Linked DNA regions of Pan troglodytes: region 1 is linked to region 2. Evidence: chromatin contacts called from public Hi-C data. All regions are on one chromosome and are shown on one strand. The core of a region is the stretch at or near the end of the contact, and the rest is flanking DNA. Distances in the headings are between cores, read along the strand shown. Region 1 holds the start of OR6J1 (olfactory receptor family 6 subfamily J member 1). Region 2 overlaps DAD1 (defender against cell death 1).

Region 1 (5,792 bases), core at 107-2,606, 69 kb before region 2:
TGTTTGGATGTTTCTCAGAAAGTGCATGCTCTCACCTGAGCCAATCCCACCCCAACCCTCCCAAGTGGGGTCCAAACATGGGACCCTTCTAGAGTATGCCCCCTTCAGCCCTGACAGTGCAGAGTCTGTTTGCAGCAACGCAAGCCTCAGCGCCCAGCACGGAAGCCTGGGGCAGCTGTGTGGGCAGGATATGCTGGGGGCCAGCCCCCTCTACCTTATTTAGGCAAATGTGAGTATTTCTGAATCCTCCCGCTGAATCCCTTCCAGCTTACTGACTCCTCTATAGAGTGCAGATGGTGGAGGACAGGAAGTAGTTTCTTCATTTCCAGGAATCCTGGGCAACCGAAATTCCCATGTAGAGAAGCATCTTCCCTTTGTCTTCACACTTTGTAGCCAACCAGATATGCTGTCCAAGGAGAGAATAGTTGATTAAGGCAGAAGCATGGTCCTGATGAGATGTATTCCAGAGCCAGAAGGGACAGTATTCTTCCCTCTAGGGTGGGATGATCAATATCTCAGTAGGGACAGGGAAGATAAGGTTTGTTCTTTTCCAGTATTGCAGAATAGGAGGGGTTCTAGAAAATAAAGCAATATGGTGTTTTATGATTTCACACATCATATGAATTATCATACATTTGTTCTTCACGATCCTTGGCAATGATCTATCATATGAGTTATCTTATTTTCCGTTTTGTGCTTCTCAACCTCATGAGGAAGATGAGGAAAAGAGCATTACCGCTGTTTGTCACATGAGGATTCATTTGCAGATAGTATGAAAATGGAGGCAATTTTTCCAGTCTCAAGAATGGTAAAAGGCACAGGTGGGACTTGAACCCAGACTCTTGGCTTCAAGTCCAGAGTTTTCTCATGCACCGGCTACCCCTCAACAGGATTTGACTATCCTGCAGTAACCCTAGAGGAAGTTTAGTCCTTGGGACGCTTGGCCTGCCAGTCTCTGAAAAAAATATGATGGGGATGGTGGTGGTGGTAGTGCATGCTGGGTTGAGGGGACAGAGGAAGAAGCAGGTTGATGGCTGTTGTCCATCAGGTAACACAGTGTTTCTTTTCCCATTTTCTCTGGAATCAAGAAGCAACCAGAAGACTGGGCTGAGCAGAAGACTGGAGAGGGTGCAGGAAAGATGGTAGCAGGAGAGGAGAATAAAGCACCATCCAGGAGCTTAGTGGATAGTGCCCCTTTTCTCTCCCCAACTGGATCAGATTGTGTAGACAGTGTGGGAGGTGCAGCTGGTCAATGCTTAACCGAAGGTGACTTCCTTACACACTCAGGATTAGGGCCGGAGGATTTGTAGACCTCTCTATGCTGGAATGGATGTCATACCTTGTAACTTCCTCAGCAGTGTAAAACATCCAACATGTACCTTCCAGCTGTCTACAACACGAGTGCATGCTCGTCCGACAAGAGGTCACAGCTAGGGCAACAATCCACATGAGTTGGGAAGGGCTCATTTCACCTGTCAAACACTGCGGCTCTCATGTGGAATGCACTGTGGCTTTTTGGTCAAGATAATTACCGTGGAAGATCCTAGGTGGCAGCAAATCCCAGGTGAACAGACTGAGCCGTGGAGGTGGCATAAGGCAACCCTAGCCGAGGTGAGTGCAGACCAATCGTTTGGCATTTGGGGGCTGGCTGGGAGCAGCAGTTCCTGTTATAATCTCAGGTGTGTATCTTTGCCTTCATTAAGCTTCTTAATATTTCTGATGTGAGGAAATGATTTTCCAGTGGGTGCAGTGGCACCTTATGCAAAGATGTATTTTGAGAGTTAAATGAATTAAGTCTTGATCCCTCATCTTACCATTTCCAGATTTGGTGACCAAGTCCAAATTCATCCTCCATACTTCTCTTCTAGATTTTACAGACTGTGCATATATCTACATTTAGTAACTGCTGTCTTTCTGTGTGTGTGTGTGTGTGTGTGTTTCTACCATGCCAGGGGTCAGGGCTTCTTCTTGGGGCTGTGGCCTTTCCTCCTGCTACATTGGTTCTTTAAGATCCTTGGCAATGATCCATGCTATAACATAGATGAACCTTTAAAAATATTATAGTAAGTGGCCTACACCTGTAATCTCAGCACTTTGGGATGCTAAGACAGGAAGATCGCTTGAGCCCAGGAGTTCGAGACCAGCCTGGGCAATATGGCAAAACCCCTATCACTACAAAAAATACAAAAATTGGCCGGGCATGGTGGTGTGTGCCTGTAGTCCCAGTTACTTGGGAGTCTGAGGTGGGAGAATCACTTGAGCCTGGGAGGTCGAGGATGTAGTGAGTTATGATTGCACCACTGCACTCCAGCCTGGGTGACAGAGTGAGACCCTGTCTCAAAAAATAAAAAAAGTAAAATTATTTTCTAATTAAAAAAAAAATTAGGCTAGGCACGGTGGCTCACGCCTGTAATCCCAGCACTTTGGGAGGCCGAGGTGGATGGATCACTTGAAGTCAGGAGTTCGAGACCAGCCTGGCCAACATGGGGAAACCCTGTCTCTACTAAAAATACAAAAATCTGCTGAGCGTGGTGGCAGACGCCTGTAATCCCAGCTACTTGGGAGGCTGAGGCTGGAGAATTGCTTGAACCGGGGAGGCAGAGGTTGCAGTGACCAGAGATTGCACCATTGCACTCCAGCCTGGGTGACAAGAGTAAAACTCCATCTCAAAAAAAAAAAAAAAAATTATCCAGGTGTGATGGTGTGCACCTGTAGTCCTAGCTACTTGGGAGGCTGAGGCAGGAGGATCACTTGAGCCCAGGAGTTTGGGGCTGCAGTGAGCTATCTTCATGCCACTGCACTCCAGCCTCACTGACAGAGCAGGACCCTGTCTCTAAAAAAAATTTAAAAATAAAAATATAGAAAATATTATAGTAAGTGAAAGAAGCTAGACACAAAGGACCACATATGGTATGATTCATTTATATGAAATGTCCAGAATAGGCAAATCCATAGTCAGAAAGTAGAAAAATAGTTTCCAGGGAATGGAGGAGGGATCATTAAAATATCCTTAAATCTGCCGGGCATGGTGGCTCGTCCCTGTAATCCCAGCACTTTGGGAGGTCAAGGCGGGAAGATCACGAGGTCAGGAGCTGGAGACCAGCCTGACCAACACAGTGAAACCTCATCTCTACTACAAATACAAAAATTAGCTGGGCATGGTGGCACACGCCTGTAATCCCAGCTTACTCAGGAGGCTGAGGCAGGAGAATCGCTTGAACCCTGGAGGTGGAGGTTGCAGTGAGCTGAGCTCGTGCCACTGCACTCCAGCCTGGGTGACAGAGCGAGACTCCATCTCAAAAAAATATATATATTCTTAAGTTGATTGTGGTGATGGACACACAGTTTTGTGAATACACTAAAAGCTATTGAATTGTATACTTTAAATGGGTGGAATGTATGGTACTTGAGTTATATATCAATAAAGCTGTTAAGAAAGAAAAGATCCTTGGCAATGCAAATGTGGTGAGTTGTCTGGAGAGACCGTCCATGTGCCAAGGCTACAGGAAGGTAGGGCAGGTCGTGAGGACAGGTTCTGTGCAGGAGTGGCTGATGTTCTGACTCAGCTTAGATGGGCAGAGGTCAACTCAGTCCTCGGGATTTCTGCGGTCCTCTTCCTTTACTAGATTATTCTTGTTTTTCCTAGTCCAATCCGTATTCTTCTTCGTCACTGGTAATTGCGTGGCCTCTGCTATCCAGAGTCCCTCCTAGGTATAGAAGCCCTATTTGACCTTGTCCCTGGAATCTATCAGTTTTCCTGGTAGTTGGTTTGCTTTCCAGACTAATGGCCCAGGACAAATATCCATGAAAAAACTTTGCCGTCCCTTAATTTTTCCTCTGTTTCTGTGATTTTTCTGAAATCAGGTTTCTTCGCATCTCTTTTAGACTGAAAGCTGTGCGAGGGCATGCAATTTTTTTACCATCTCTGCAAACTTTCATCAATCGCAGGCCCCACAACATAGTTGGCACTCAATATGTGTTTGCTAATATACATTTTCAATCCAACTATGTATATATATATATCCTTTTAGAATAATTTTCTTTCCTTCTTTCTTTCATCTTTCTCTCTCTGTCTCTCTTTCTCTTTCTCTCTCTTTCTTTCTTCAGAGTCTCACTCTGTCACCTAGGCTGGAGTGCAGTGCTGTGTGATCATGGCTCACTGAAGCTCCTGGGCTCAGGTGATTCTCCCACCTTCGCTTCACAAGTAGCTGGGACAACAGCTGCATGGCACCATGCCTGGCTAATTTTTGTATTTTTCATAGAGGTAGAGTTTCACCATGTTGCCCAGGCTAGTCTCAAACTCCTGACCTTGAGTCATCCTCCCATCTCGGCCTTCCATAGTGCTGGGATTACACGTGTTAGCCACCATGCCCAGCTTAACTTCTTTTATATAAAAGGAATACTTGTTCATTGTAAAAAAAAAATACTGAAAATATCAAGAAGAGGCCGGGTGTGGTGGCTCATGCCTATGATCCCAACACTTTGGGAAGTAGAGGCAGGAGAATCGCTTGAGCCCAGGAGTTTGAGACCAGCCTGGGCAACATAGTGAGATCCCATAGCTGTGAAAAGTAATGGCAAAACCGCAATTACTTTTGCAACAACCTAATAGCTGGGCATGGTGGCATGCACCTGTGATCCCAGATTCTTGGGAGGCTGAGGTGGGAGGATCACTTGATCCAGGGAGGCTGAGTCTGAAGTGGGCTGTATGCTACCACTACTGCACTCCAGCCTGGGTGACAGAGTAAGACTTTGTCTCCAAAAAAAAAAAAAAAAAAATTCATTCTCACTGTTGGTTGAGCTGCAGTTTATTCATTTCTTTATTGTATAATATTCAACTCTGTGAGCATATCATGATTTATTCTCCTGTCTTTGGACATTGTTCCCTCCTTCTCTTTTTTCCCCTTCCTTCCTCCTTTCCTCCCACCCCCTCTACCCTCCTCTCCTCTCCTCCCCTCTCCTCCCCTCCCTTCCCCCTTTCCTTCCTTCCTTCCTTCCTTGCTTGCTTCCTTCCCTCCCTCCCTCTCTCTTTTCCCTCCCTCCCCCTCTCCCCCTTCCCTATACATATTCTTGTTTGTCTCCTGGGGCATATGTGCAAGTTTCTCTACCTAGGAGTAGAATTATTGGGTCACAGAGTATGTGAATGTTCATCTTTACAAGGTCATGACAAATTATTTTCCAAAGCAATTATATAAATTTACGCTCCCACCAGCAGTGTAAATTTTTTAACTCTCCACATCCTCGTCAACACTTGTTATTGTCATATTTTTGCTTCTTGACAATATAGTGGGTATAAAATGGTATCTTGCTAGTGTCTTAATTTATATTTCCTTAATTACTAATGAGATCAAGCATCTTTTTGTACATTTATTTTTCCTCTTTAATGGAGTTCAGGTAGCATGTTTGGCCCATCTTTCTATTGGATTGCTTATCTATTTCTTACTGCTTTGTATGAATCAAAATGTTAATTACATGAGTACTAAAGTTTGTCCATTATCTGTGGCATAAATATGTTCTTCCTGTTTGTGATTTGCCTTTAACTTTATTTGAAGGATCTTTTAATAAATAGAAATTATTCATTTTAATGTAGCTTAATTTATTAATATTTTCTTTTCTGTTTAGCACTTTTTTGGGGTCTTATTTAGTAGGTTCTTTCCTACTCTGAGGCCAAAAACAACATTCTTCTATCTTTTCTTCTAAAAGTTTTGATCTTTACACAAAAGTTTTTTGTCCATCTGGAGTGGATGTTAGTGTCTGATATGAGATTGGGAATCAATTTTACTTTTTCCCCTATG
Region 2 (6,490 bases), core at 2,272-4,771:
CTTCATCACATATGGTATGCTCTCCCCTGCATTGCTCCCTCCCAAGCAGAGTTCTAAAGCTTTAATAAATATATGGCTGTTTTCCATACCGTATGTCAACACTGTTACTTTATATATGAGAAAACAGAGGCCTAGAACAATCCATTGGCCTTCCCTGGCCACATAGTTAAGTGTTTGCGGTGAAGTGCCCTAGTCTAGCGGTGTTCTTGGCCCCGTACTCCTTCTGGTATCCCATGTAGCTTACTGATGAATGCATGCAATCTTTGCCTTTGCATTGCAAAACGTAATGTTCTGGGTGGTAGAGAAAAGAGAACCTTAGGAGAGCTCATCCTATTTGGGGGAAGGATATCCTAGGACCAACCTCTTTCTGTCACCACTTGGAAAGCTGTCATTTTTATACTAATCAGCAGAAATCTCGTACAAGAGTTAGAGCATCTATGTGCAAAGTGGATGCAATAATGTGACAGTGACTATACTTCCTTTTCTGACATGAATTAGTCATTTACTTATAATATGTTACATAAATCCTTTCCTTTGATACTGCCTCAAAAACAGTTCTGTTAGTTCAGGTAAGGTATCATTTTGGTAGTGGTAAGTTGACAGTGAGGTTTATTTCAGTGAAAAACTTTTTTTTCTCTCTCTTTTTTTTTTTTTTTTCTTGAGATGGAGTCTCGCTCTGTTACCCAGGCTGGAGTGCAGTGGTGCGATCTCGGCTCACTGCAACTCTGCCTCCCGAGTTCACGCCATTCTCCTGCCTCAGCCTCCCGAGTAGCTGGGACTACAGGCGCCCGCCACCACGCCCTGCTAATTTTTTGTATTTTTAGTAGAGACGGGGTTTCACCGAGTTAGGATGATCTCGATCTCCTGACCTGGTGATCCGCCCGCCTTGGCCTCCCAACAGTGAAAAACTTTTAAGAACCACTTTGTTCTGTTATTTTAATACGATTTAACTCCTTAAAGACCTGATTAAGACTTGAGTTATCCTCTTCCTCTCTTCCTCCCTCCCCTTCTATGTGCCAGCCAATGTCTTCTTGTTGGGAATATAAACAATATTGTTGGCTGGGCGTGGTGGTTCATGCCTGTAATCCCAGGACTTTGGGAAGGCGAGGTGGGCGGATTGCTTGAGCTCAAGAATTTGAGACCAGCATGGGCAACATAGCAAGACCCTATCTCAATTAAAAAAAAAAAACAACCCAAAAGTGTGGCTTCTGCCTTCAAGACATGTACAGTCTAGTAGGGGAGAATATGTAAACATAACAGTTAAAATACAGCCCAGTTAGGGCCTCGCTATAGGTTTGAACAAAGTGCTGCGAAAATCCAGAGAAGAGAGCAGCTGTACCATCTGGGAGCAGGGACAGCAGATGAGTTATCTGAGCAATGGATAACAGCTATTGCCAGTTACAATGAACTGTTACCAGTGGATAACCTTGAATGCAGGTAGAAAACTGACCCACCAACATTGATCTTCTCACGCTTGCAAATATGAGTAACCCTTGGGCTTCCTGATAGAGCCTTCTGGAAAGGTCATGTCTTCTGATTGCTTACTCTAGATTTCTGAAGTTCTTTTTTTCTGGATGAGTCATGGTGTGTACTTAGGAAGGGGACAACAGCAAACATTTCAAGGATGTTTTCTAGGCTCAGGGAGATACCAAATCATGGAAAATTATTTCTTAGGGCTGTCATGATTGGAGGAGGACTCTACTGCAGAGAGCTTAGTATTTCAAAATTATGACAAAAGCAGAGACAAAAAAGCAGTCTCAGCAGAAACTGTGTACTGCAGACCATATTAACAACCTAGGACCACCTGCTCAGCTGGGAATTATGGGCCCAAAGCACAGCAAAATCCTCAATCCCAGATTGTAGTGTTAAATCTTTCTATGGAGAGTATGTTCATAGAAAAATCTTTCTCTCTGGGGGATTGCCCAGATTGTTTTTCATAGAGATCCTTCATTTGAATTATACTATACTGTCCTGCTCTCAGTTTTTAAAAATATACATTTATTTGCTCCTTTTATGTGCTTCTAACTCAGCTATATGTGCACTGTGCCACAGCACTTTAAAAATAGTTCCAAGTAAATTCTCAATATTTATACCAACTCAGAAGGTAGAACAAAACAGATTGAATGTCTTTATATTTTCCAACTAAGTTGAGAGTTTGATATTAAAAAAAAATTCTGTAATATAGCTGATCTTACATGAATTTGGGGGTGACAAACTCTAAACTACTCTGAAAGAAGCAGGTCAAAAGAAAATGGCATTGGGTTAAAAAAATAAATAATTCAAGGGGAAGTAAGGAAGTTAACAGATAATGAGTGCTGTGCTTTAAGTACTTCTTGTTCTATATCATTTTATTTTCAGAATAATTTCATGAGGATAGGCCTGCTGTTCTCATTTACAGATGAGGAACTGAAGTTGAGAGAGCCTGGCTAGGATGGCTGAGCGCGGTGGCTCACGCCTGTAATCCCAGCACTTTGGGAGGCCGAGGCGGGTGGATCACCTGAGGTCAGGAGTTCGAGACCAGCCTGGCCAACATGGTGAAACCTCATCTCTACTAAAAAGACAAAAATTAGCTGGACGTGGTGGCCGGTGCCTGTAATCCCAGCTACTCGGGAGGCTGAGGCAGGAGAATCGTTTGAACCCATGAGGCGGAGGTTGCAGTGAGCCCAAGTTGCACCATTGCACTCCAGCCTGGCAAGAGTAAGACTCTGTTTTCTAAAAAAAAAAAAAAAAAAAGAGCCCCTTGGTAGAAATCTTATAACTAATGTATCTATCCAGGTGATCAAGAAAGACTCAATATTTTTTATTTTTTAGACTATACAAATGAAAATACAAAAGCAAAAATGCTCCCAGTGAGCTTCTGACCCCCAGAAATCCATGCACACCTGAAATGATCAGTTTTTGATGTGTAGGTGGCGGCATATTTTTGAATGAATCCATGACAGAAAGAAGCTCAGTGGATTTCAGTATTTAAAAATGTATATACTTTAGTTTTTTCCATGTTTGTTCTTCTGTGTTTCTTTGTGAAATTCTTTTTTTTTTTTTTTTTTTGAGACAGAGTCTTACTCTCTTGCCCAGGCTAGAGTGCAGTGGTGCAGTCTTGGCTCACTGCAACCCTGCCTCCCGGGTTCAAGCAATTCTCCTGCCTCAGCCTCCCCGAGTAGCTGGGACTACAGGCACTTGCCCGGCTAGTTTTTGTATTTTTAGTAGAGATGGGGTTTCACTCTGTTGGCCAGGCTGGTGTTGAACTCCTGACCTCGTGATCCACTCGCCTTGGCCTCCCAAAGTGCTAGGATTACAGGCGTGAGCCACTGCACCTGGCCTGTGAAACTCTTTTTTTAAAAAAAAAAAAAAATCTCAGTCCATCTCAGGTGTTCTGAAGGGTAATGAGGAAAAGAAGGACAGAACTGTATTGGATCACAGTTTGAGAATTAAAGTTCCTGATGAATTGGGCCCTGGATCAGAAGGAAGGGTGAACTGGGCCCAAAGGGACAAAACCTTGCTTGAAAATGTGCTCAGCTCCCAGGGAGATAGTTGCCAAATGCCTGTGCCTTGTTAGCATTGTTTTGTTTTTATAATGGAGACCATTCTCTCACAAGTCTTAAAAAATTCAGTGTTTGATCCTAGCTGGAACAAGGGGGCTACAGGGTTGGGCAGAACATTTTATACTCTGACTGGCAGCACTATTTACAAACATGAAATTGTGTTGGCTTTTCGAATTCAGTTAAAGTATAGTAATCTAGAAAATTTCCTCGGGAAGGGGATCTTGATGTTATTCTGTGGGCTTTGCTGCCACCTAGTGGATTGTATGTTTCATGTGTTGAGAGACTACTACAAAACATAAGGAGTTGAGTTTGGGGGAAGAAGCTACTGATACCTGTGTTAAAAAACCTAGTTTCTTTCCAGTCATTGGGGGGCAGCAGAGGTCCAGGTAGGTTTAGATGCTGGGTTGGGGGTTGCTTTACATTCTGGCCAGAAGTGGGCAATGTCGAGTTAGGAACAAAAGGGCATAGAACCCTAAAGTGGCCCTAGATTTTGTTGTGTGGGGGAAGACCAAGACTGTGCACATAGACCCTCAGGTTTCCCGTTTGATTTCTTTTTTTCACCTCCTTAGTTTGAGAGCTTCTTTTTTTGGTTTGTTCTACGTCTTTTATTCTCAATGGTGACCTCCCACTGGCAATAATCTTTAATTTTTTGTTGGTGGAGGGGCCCATTTAGTTTTTATTTCATTTTCTCTTTGATATTTCCACCTCATATTGAATTAGGTCCTGCCACCAAATAAGCTCTCTCAGAGGGAACTGTCCTACATTTGTAGGAAATCTGAGGTAGTCACATCATAACTTTTTTCAACTCATTTTTCTCTGTTTAGAAGGTGAGATTAATTATATATTTTTTTATGTGCTGGGGTCTTGCTACGTTGCCCAAGCTGGGAACTCCCTGGGGTCAAGTGCTCCTCCTGGCTGAGGCTTCTGTGTAGCTGGACCTACAGGTGTGTCACAGTGCCTGGCTCTGAGATTAGTTCTTTACCTTTCATTCTTAAAACTTTGAATCTACTTATTTTATTTGCTAAAAAGTGCTAATTGATGACTCTACTTGTTTATTGAACTCTATTTTATATTTGGTGTATTTAAGGCTACCAAAGAAAAAAGAATATCGAAATAGATTTATATTTATGAATTTCATTGCTGCCCTAACTCACTGCCTTATTTTCTCCATCCCCCCAGCTTGGATGACTCCTATTCCAAGTCATTCCCACCCCTCAGGTTGCATAGGAGCCCTTAGTCTACTGCATTCCTCCAGTGCTGCACTTATCACATTGTTATGAAACTATTCATTCACTTTCTTCTCTCTCCCACTGGACTCAATTGTGAACAGTAACAGTGTGTGTTTGTTGAATGAGTGTATGAATGAATAAACCTTTTTTTTTTTTTTTGAGACGGAGTCTCGCTTTGTTGTCCAGGCTGTAGTGCAGTGGCATGATCTTGGCTCACTACAACCTCCGCCTCCCGGGTTCAAGCAGTTCTCCTGCCTCAGCCTCTCGAGTAGCTGGGACTACAAGTGTGTGCTCCCAAGCCTGGCTAATTTTTGTATTTTTAGGAGAGACATGGTTTCACCATGTTGGCCAGTATGGTCTCTATCTTTTGACTTTGTGATCTGCCTACCTTAGCCTCCCAAAGTGCTGGAATTACAGGCATGAGCCACTGTGCCCGGCCAAATAAACAATTTTTAACTGCAAGAAAAAGTTATGTTATTAAGTTACTTGGATGCTAAAACATGGAAAGTGGTACGAAAGAAAAAAAGCCAAGGCAAAGATTCATAGGAGAGGCTGTGGGGTGGGGAAGAACATGAGACAAGAAGTCAGAGGAGGGGCTGGTGCGGTGGCTTAGGCCTGTAATCCCAGCACTTGGGGAGGCCAAGGTGGGAGAATCGCTTGAGGCCAGGAGTTTGAGACCAGCATGGGCGATATAGCAAGACCTTGTCTCTACCAAAAATCAAAAGAATTAGAGGGGCGTGGTGGCGTGTGCCTGTGGTCCCTGCTACTCAGAAGGCTGAGGTGGAAGGATTGCTTGAGCGTGGGAGGTCAAGGCTGCAGTGAACTGTGATCATGCCACTTGCACTCCAGCCTGAGTGACAGAGTGAGACCCTGTCTCAAAAAAAAAAAAAAAAAAAAAAAAAATCAGAAGACTTGTATTGTAGGCTTTGCTCTGTTAACTAGTTGAATGGACAAATAAACTTAACCTCTGAGCCTCAGTTTCTCTGTCTGTGTTGTGAGAGGATTGGTCTGGATGTTCATCAAAGTCTCTTGCCACTGTTAATGCCTCTCAGCAGGATTCTTGATGGTTCTTTTATGTTTGAGGAGGATTGTACTGTTTTTGTGGATCCTCATTTGGGCTTTGCTTTCTGTTTTCTCCTTAATTGTTGCTTTTTATTCATATTTTCAGATTCCCATTATCCATTTATAGGAGGTAGAAAGTTAAATGTGATTATAACAAGATGCACATATTTGTATGAAGCCTTTTACAAAAAATAAACATTGGTAAAATGCCTTCTAGTTCCCACGTTAACAGGCTTGTAGGATTCACATACATTCCACATATACTTTTACATAGATCAGCTCATGTGATCCTTCCTTCCTACCCAGTGATGTGGAGACAGACAAATAGTAGTATTCCTATTTTACACTTGAGGTAATTACACCTTGGTGAAACTTTAGTTGATGTATCCAGGCCCTGGAACTAATAAGTGACTGAGGGGGAACTGGATAGCAGACATTTGGACTCTAAACCTTTATATTCCTTCCTGTTAGGTTTAGGACTCTCAGATGATGGCTTTATATATATGCCATGTTAGAGGGTTTTCATTAAAAATATTAAACTTACTTTTCTTTTTAAGAAATTTTTATTTATTTTAAATTTTCATCAGAGCCATCAGACTGGATGCTTTTCTTTTTTAAATGGGAAAAATTTGGCAGAGATTGGTAGGAAAGGATGAA

Evidence for each region. Hi-C and Micro-C count contacts between places; a contact is called where the count stands out from the background.
Region 1: a Hi-C map of induced pluripotent stem cells shows a contact between it and region 2, with 1.6 times the contacts expected there. The contact joins the promoter of OR6J1 here to the enhancer-like site in region 2. A contact is called at or near these places in 4 of 7 Hi-C or Micro-C datasets (blood, induced pluripotent stem cells, a lymphoblastoid cell line and 1 more).

Annotation. Positions count from the first base shown.
Region 1 is chr15:21,023,775-21,029,566 of NHGRI_mPanTro3-v2.0_pri, reverse strand. OR6J1 (olfactory receptor family 6 subfamily J member 1) reads left to right here and starts at 1,356. Exons shown (of 2, transcript XM_001149048.6): 1 at 1,356-1,611.
Region 2 is chr15:20,955,797-20,962,286 of NHGRI_mPanTro3-v2.0_pri, reverse strand. All of the region lies in intron 2 of DAD1 (defender against cell death 1), which reads left to right. Among named protein-coding and RNA genes, the nearest start is that of DAD1, 25 kb to the left of the region's middle. Within about 2 kb of position 3,521, at least 5 of the 24 cell types and tissues checked have an H3K27ac peak or open chromatin away from gene starts, as enhancers often do. A contact at or near this core is called in induced pluripotent stem cells, where this site is marked.